Linked DNA regions of Callithrix jacchus: region 1 is linked to region 2. Evidence: chromatin contacts called from public Hi-C data. All regions are on one chromosome and are shown on one strand. The core of a region is the stretch at or near the end of the contact, and the rest is flanking DNA. Distances in the headings are between cores, read along the strand shown.

Evidence for each region. A called contact is a pair of places that touch in the nucleus more often than the background predicts.
Region 1: a contact with region 2 is called in a Hi-C map of skeletal muscle, with 2.9 times the contacts expected there. The contact joins two enhancer-like sites. A contact is called at or near these places in 2 of 3 Hi-C or Micro-C datasets (induced pluripotent stem cells and skeletal muscle).

Annotation. Positions count from the first base shown.
Region 1 is chr2:76,033,116-76,036,300 of calJac240_pri, forward strand. No RefSeq gene overlaps it. Among named protein-coding and RNA genes, the nearest start is that of SLC22A5, 56 kb to the right of the region's middle. Within about 2 kb of position 1,521, at least 9 of the 16 cell types and tissues checked have an H3K27ac peak or open chromatin away from gene starts, as enhancers often do. A contact at or near this core is called in skeletal muscle, where this site is marked.
Region 2 is chr2:75,951,332-75,954,753 of calJac240_pri, forward strand. No RefSeq gene overlaps it. Among named protein-coding and RNA genes, the nearest start is that of IRF1, 9.7 kb to the right of the region's middle. Within about 2 kb of position 1,895, at least 6 of the 16 cell types and tissues checked have an H3K27ac peak or open chromatin away from gene starts, as enhancers often do. A contact at or near this core is called in skeletal muscle, where this site is marked.

The DNA of each region.
Region 1 (3,185 bases), core at 271-2,770, 81 kb after region 2:
TGCCCCATCCCCTGCTGCCATAGATGCCCTTCTCAGAGTGGCAATGCCTAGGATTGAGGATCTTGTGTGCTGAGGAAGTCCTGCCCCCCAATCCCCTACAAAAGTCAGAACCAGCTGCTAAGGGGTTAGACACAGAACTGTCTGTCTATATTAACATTTCATCCTGAAAAACAACAGGAATCCTGGGGAGAGACCACTGGCCTGGGACTCCGTGAACCCTGGCTTCTATCTCTGGCTTTATCAGGTGACCGTAGGCAAGTCACTGAACCTCCATGGGCTAGGCTTTCCTGCCTGTTGGGTGGGAATCACTACATATCATAATCATTACAGCTGACCTTCGGGGAGGCTGTACTTGAGCCAGGCACTGCAGTGGGTACATTATCATGTTTATTCTCACAGCACCTTTTGCAGTAGCTACTATTTTCAAGCCCATTTTCAGATAAGGAAACTGTGGAACAGGCTGGTTAGGGGATATGCCCAAAGTGGCAAAGTTAGCAAAGGTGGACCTGGCACTCAGTACCATATCTGCTTTTCCATGCTCTTAACCACTATAACATACAGAGCTCTTTTACAGAGATCAGGGACAGAAGTAAAAGCGTTTTGAAAGCAAAAAAAGCAGGGGGGTGCATAAAATAAAGATAAATCACCCCCCATCGGACATAACTCAGGTAACAGTCCTAACCCCCTAAGAACCTTCTGTGGAACTTATTTGCAGCATCAGAGACCTCCATCATGGAAGGACCTCAGTAAGTCATTTCTTTCTTCCTCTTTCCCTTCAGGCAGTAATAATATGACTAACTGAATTATACAGGTGAGACCAGGAAGGTCAAGCAAGGGGTGATCAGCTTAGGCCCTTGGCTGGCAGGTGAGGAGGAGACCAGGCTCCTGGCTCCTAGGGGAGGAAACAGTGATGACAAAAGCCCCTGTCCATGGCCAAGGTGGAACCCTTTCTACCAAAGTTTAAACATTTTAATATAATATCAAAGTGAATCTTTTCCAACCTTAAAAACATATTTAGTTTCCCTATAAAACTGGTCAATATTCAATTATAAATGTAGGTGGCGCTCTCCTCCTCCTTCAAAGCTCTGTATTAGGCAGCTTCACAATTGCAGACAACAGAACAAACAGTAGTTAGTTCAGCCAGCAAAGGGATGACGTAGGAGGATACTGGGTCCATCAAAGGCTCTCTGGGAGGGCTGCATATTTAGAGCCAGCCAGCCAGGAACAATGTCTGAAACATACCTTAGAGCTGGGCAAAGAATGAAACCCTAGCTTTCTTCAATAGCTGGCAGGGTGGCAAGGTCTGGTCCCCCAGGCAGCCTCGGCTCTTCCCACTCTCCTCTCTCCCTGATGTGTCGTCGCCCTACTTGCTGCTTCCTGGGCAATCCCATCTCAGGTCTGTGAGCTTGCCGTTCCCTCTGCCTGCAACCTAGACATTCACGTTGCTAGCTCCCGGGCTAGCTCACATGCTAGGATTCTACTCAAATGCTCCTTCTTAGAGAGGCCTGCCTGGACCTCTAAGTCTCTAGCCCTAGTACTCTATCCCCTTCTCTGCTTTCCTCTTCTCCTTCACTGCTCCTTGACTTTGTGCTACACATTGTCTGTCTCCCCCACTGGAATGTAAGCACCACCAGGGCAGAGACTTGGGTTGTTCTGTTTGTTGCTGTAAGCCCAGGGCCCAGAGCCAGACCTGGAACAATGAGGTACTTAGCTATTTGCTGAATACTCTGTGAAGGAATGACAAAGGAATGCATGGAGAACTTCAAATCCTGGAACTTCAAACTTCAATCCCCCAACTTCTCCAGCTTATGCTGGAGGATTAGGGCAGTAACAGGAGTCAACTTGTGCTGTGGCTGCAGCTGTGCTGTCACCTTGCCTGGATCTGCATCAGCCCTGAGGCTCTCACTTTGGAGGAAAGACTTGCCCAGGGACCTGTAGCTCTGAAGCTCCTCTGACAGCCTCTGCAGCTCTTGGAACTTATCTGGGCTGTTGCAGTGCAGACCACGGAGGCCTAGCTGAGTTCCTGCCCCTGCTTTCTTAGAGCCTCAGAAAGACAGGGAAGTGACTTACCCAAAGTCCCCTTTCACCCTATAAACAGTTCAGCCCAGGGAGTGAGGCTGACACGCAAATGCAGCTATGTATAGACTCAGAGTCATATGAGGTCAGGGCTGAGTGGAGCCTTGGTAACATACAAGCCAACCTGTGTTTGAAGATAATGCAAGCCAGTGAAGGAGCAAGTGTGTGCATGGACTCTGGAGTCTGGCAGAACCAGCCCCCACCCACCAGTTGTGTGACCTTGGAGAATTATTTGAAAAGACATTATTTGAAAAGCAGATGTGGCCAGGTGCAGTGGCTCACGCCTATAATCCCAGCACTATGGGAGGCTGAGGTGGGTGGATCAAGAGGTCAAGAGATCGAGACCATCCTGGTCAACAATGTGAAACACCATCTCTACTAAAAATACAAAAATTAGCTGGGCATGGTGATGCGCGCCTGTAGTCCCAGCTACTCAGGAGGCTGAAGCAGGAGAATTGCTTGAACCCAGGAGGCGGAGGTTGCGGTGAGCCGAGATCGCACCATTGCACTCCAGCCTGGGTAACAAGAGCAGAACTCCATCTCAAAAAAAAAAAAAGAAAAGCAGATGTAAAATGGAAATACAAGTTTCTATTTAAAACAGTTGCCTGACCCCTTTTCAAAAGCCTACTACAGTTTTCCCTCAGCATCTTCAAGGGATTGGTTCTAGGACATCCCCTCAGATACCAAAAGCCATGATGCTCAAATCCCTTATTTAAAAAAATGGTGTAGGGGTGGGTGCAGTGGCTCATGCCTATAATCCCAGCACTTCGGGAAACCGAGGTGGGCGGATCACTTGAGGTCAGGAGTTCAAAACCAGCCTCACCAACCTGGTGAAACGTCATCTCCACTAAAAATACAAAAATTAGCCAGGTGTGGTGACATGTGCTTGTAGTCCCAGCTACTCAGGAGGCTGAGGCATAAGAATTGCTTGAACCCAGGAGGTGGAGGTTGAAGTGAGCCGAGATCGCACCACTGTACTCCAGCCTGGGCGACAGAGTGAGGCTTTATCTCAAAAACAAAAAACAAACAAAACAAAAAATGGCATAGTACAGTCAGCCCTCCATATCCACAGAACCTGCTGGTATGGAGAGCCAACCGTGCTTCCTATT
Region 2 (3,422 bases), core at 645-3,144:
GCAAGTTGATTTTCCCACCCTACCAGCCTCAGCGTGGCAGGCCAGCCCTCCCATGCCTGATGACAGCTTGTTGCTTCTATAGCTTCCACCTGCTCTCAGGCCATGTAACACCAGGGCTGCTAGCTGAGCATGGCACCTGGGGTACGTGGGCAGTTTTGGCAGCCAAGCTAGTTTTTTCTCTTTGTGGACTCTCCAGGAGGCCCCAGCTCTCCCTGAGAGCCCAGCAGGTGAGGGTCTGAGGATGGTATGTGGAGCTCACTTCACCCAGGTGAATCAAGATGGCTGCAGAGCCCACGTCCAGGCCACGGGAAGGAGCAGCTCTTCTGAGCACCAGGCCTGCACTGAGTCCTATGGAGAATAGCACCCATCCACACTGTTGGCCTGGGAGAGAAGTTTCATTGGGGTAGGGCGAGGACCCAGTCTGAATCTGTAATCAAGAGCCACGATGTAAGCAAACTCCTAGAAGCACTGGCTTTTTTTTTCTTTTGGAGACGGAGTCTTGCTCTGTCGCCCAGGCTGGAGTAAAATGGTGTGATCTCAGCTCACTGCAACCTCTGCCTCCTAGGTTCAAGCAATTCTCCTGCCTCAGCCTCCCCAGTAGCTGGGATTATAGGTGCCTACCACTACGCCCAGCTAATTTTTGTATTTTTAGTAGCGATGGGGTTTCAGCATGTTGACCAGGATGGTTTTCAACTCCTGACCTTGTTTGATCCACCTGCCCTGGCCTCCCAAAGTGCTGGGATTACAGGCATGAGCCACTGTGCCTGGCCCAGCACTGGCTTCTTTTCAGAGGTGGGGACTCCAGGAGCCAGGGTCATGCAGGGCAAGGCTTGGCAGGGAAGGCCGCCCTCTCTGTTTTGCAGCAGAAACTTTTCTGGAAAGTGGCTGCCCAGGGCATGGTCCTGCTTGTGGCTGTGTCTGCTTGGACTTCCTGGCTCACAGATGAAGGGTCCAGGTGACTGGGTACTCTTGCTCCTCTGTCCACTATCCACGGGCACCTTCTCCAGCACTCAGAGGTGATCCTTGTGCCTGAGCCACCAGTCTGGAGCTCAGGAGAAGAGTGCGTCTAACCAGGTTTGCATCTGAAGAGCCAGGCCGGTGCTCAGGAATGCTCTTGGATTTTGTTCTGCTGACGTGTCCCTGCCTCCATTCCTAGCCTTGGATAGTTGTGGGGGTAACTCTTGGGCCACGTCCTCTTTTTTAGGGTGCCTGGGGCACCACCCTTTCTCAGGCTTAGCTCTGAGCCCTCAAACTCAGGCCAAATCCTCTGTGGGGCCAGGAGGTTCGTTCAGGGGGAATCTAAGGGAGTTCCTGCGCCCACCTGAGAACAGTGCTCAGCAGAGGATGCAGGCCTTCCTGGGTCATGATGCCATGGGAGAAGGCAGGGACTCCCATGAGAGCCAGCCTCGCTCAGCAGTCATCTTAGAAACCCCCATCTCTGCCTTTGCTTGGGTCCTGGCCTCTCTGGCATCTGGTCAAAGGCTACTGATCAGGAAACAGGTGCTCTGTTTACCAGGTGGCACCTGCCTATCTGCTGTAGCCAAAGTCCATCCTGAAATCCTGACCCACCGTTTCCCGCAGCATTGTGCCTGCACCTGGCTCTTTCTCCAAGACCCCTAAGCTTCCACCTGCAAGAGGAGGGAAAGGGGTTGGTTTCCCATATTAGCCAGCAGGGGGTGCTGTTGCCATAGGGTCAGAGCTTCCAAAGGTCTGAGCTTAGGGAACCAATCTGCTAATCCCCTGGGGGACACCTAGGGGGTGGAACCTGGTTTTGCTGGACAAAGAGCAGGAGGACAATGGACTGATGGACACACCCCATCCAGCAGTGGAGGCACCCTTATCACCTCCTCCCTGCCTGCTGTGTCCAGGCATCCAGTGTCCAAAGGGCAAGGCTGAGCAGTCTTAGGACATGGTTTTGGATTCTATGTGTGGTCTCCAGTGACCTGGGCCTTCCTGGGGCAGCCTGTGGCTTTTCACCTGCTGCCCTACTATCTTTAGCTCAGTGTCCTTAGCTCCCTAGACTCATAACCTAGGACAAAAGCTAAGACCCAAGGTCTTGTTTTGGCCCTGGCTGTGGACATGCAGACTCCTAGGTAGAGTCAGGGGTCTCCTATACTTCTCCCAGAATGGGGCACCTGGGAAGGGCCTGAGAAGAGTCCTGCTCCAGCTAGTCTCATGTCCTGGCAAATTCCGTCATCTGATTCTGCTTTCAACTAGGCCCACCTCTCTCTATCCCCTGTGGCCACAGCCTTAAAATGCCCAGATCACTTGAGCTGCCTCTTGTCTACCTCCCAACCTCCAGTGTGCAGAAAGGACCGGATAGGGTAGGGCACGCAGGCAGGCAGGCCAGGTGCTTAAGGCAAAACCTTTAAGGAGGCACTCACCGTCGGGCTCATGCAAGTATAGAGTTGGCCCTTGGGAGCAAGTGCCTCCTTATATGTTGTACCTTTGGGAGACTATCTCACCTCCTTATATGTTGTACCTTTGGGAGACTATCTCCTGTCCTGGTGTGCCACGGGTGTTATCTTCTGTAGCAGCCACAGAAAGTTTTCTAAAGCATAGGTCAGGCCTTAGTGGCCCTCACAAGACCTGCCCTAGAATTTAATTCAGCAGACATCTGATGACAGACCCTGGTCTGGGCCTTGGCTCCAGAAAGGGAAGCACCATCAGTCCTGCCCTGAGGCGCCTCTGTCTACCGGGATAGAGTCCACGCCTGAGCACAGCACCCAGGCTCTTCAGAGCGTGGCCCCTACTGGCTGGTCCAGCCTCAGCTTCTGGGGCAGCTACTCCAGGCCACACCAAAAGTGAGATCTGTTCTGCACTTTTGAGCCGCCAAGTCTTTTCTTGGGCCAGTTTTACATTCTGGAATGCCCTTCCCTATTAGTAGCCTGTTAACCTTTGACTTTTGAGGCTTTGCTGAACAGTCTCCTCCTCAGAGTAACCATCTATGAACATGACTGAGATAACTTGCTCAGTCTCCATACTCCCAGTATCTCTGCCTCTTTGCCTCATACTCAAGGTATGACACACGTCTGTCACTCTGTAATCGGAGCACACTTATGAAGCGCCTACTGCCTGAGAGCAATGTGCTGGGTGCCAGAGTGAGGGTACAGGGGCGTCTCTGAGCATCCTCTGCCCTTGGAGAGCACACATGCAGGTTCGTAGTGGAGACCATGGTGCTTACTTCTAAGTCCCCTCACAGGGCCAGCGTAGACCCTAGGCTGAGAAACATTCCATGACCATCAGCTGTCTCTAAGTCTTTAGCCTTCTGGAGTCACTTCCTCCACCAAAAGCAAAGCATAACACAGTCATGCCCCAGCCCATGAGGCTGTAGGAAGCCCTCCCCAATATTCATGAGGGTTCTCAAGAAAGGAAGAATGGCTTTTGCTTCCTGGAGGTGACTAGTCACCAGAGGCCACCTG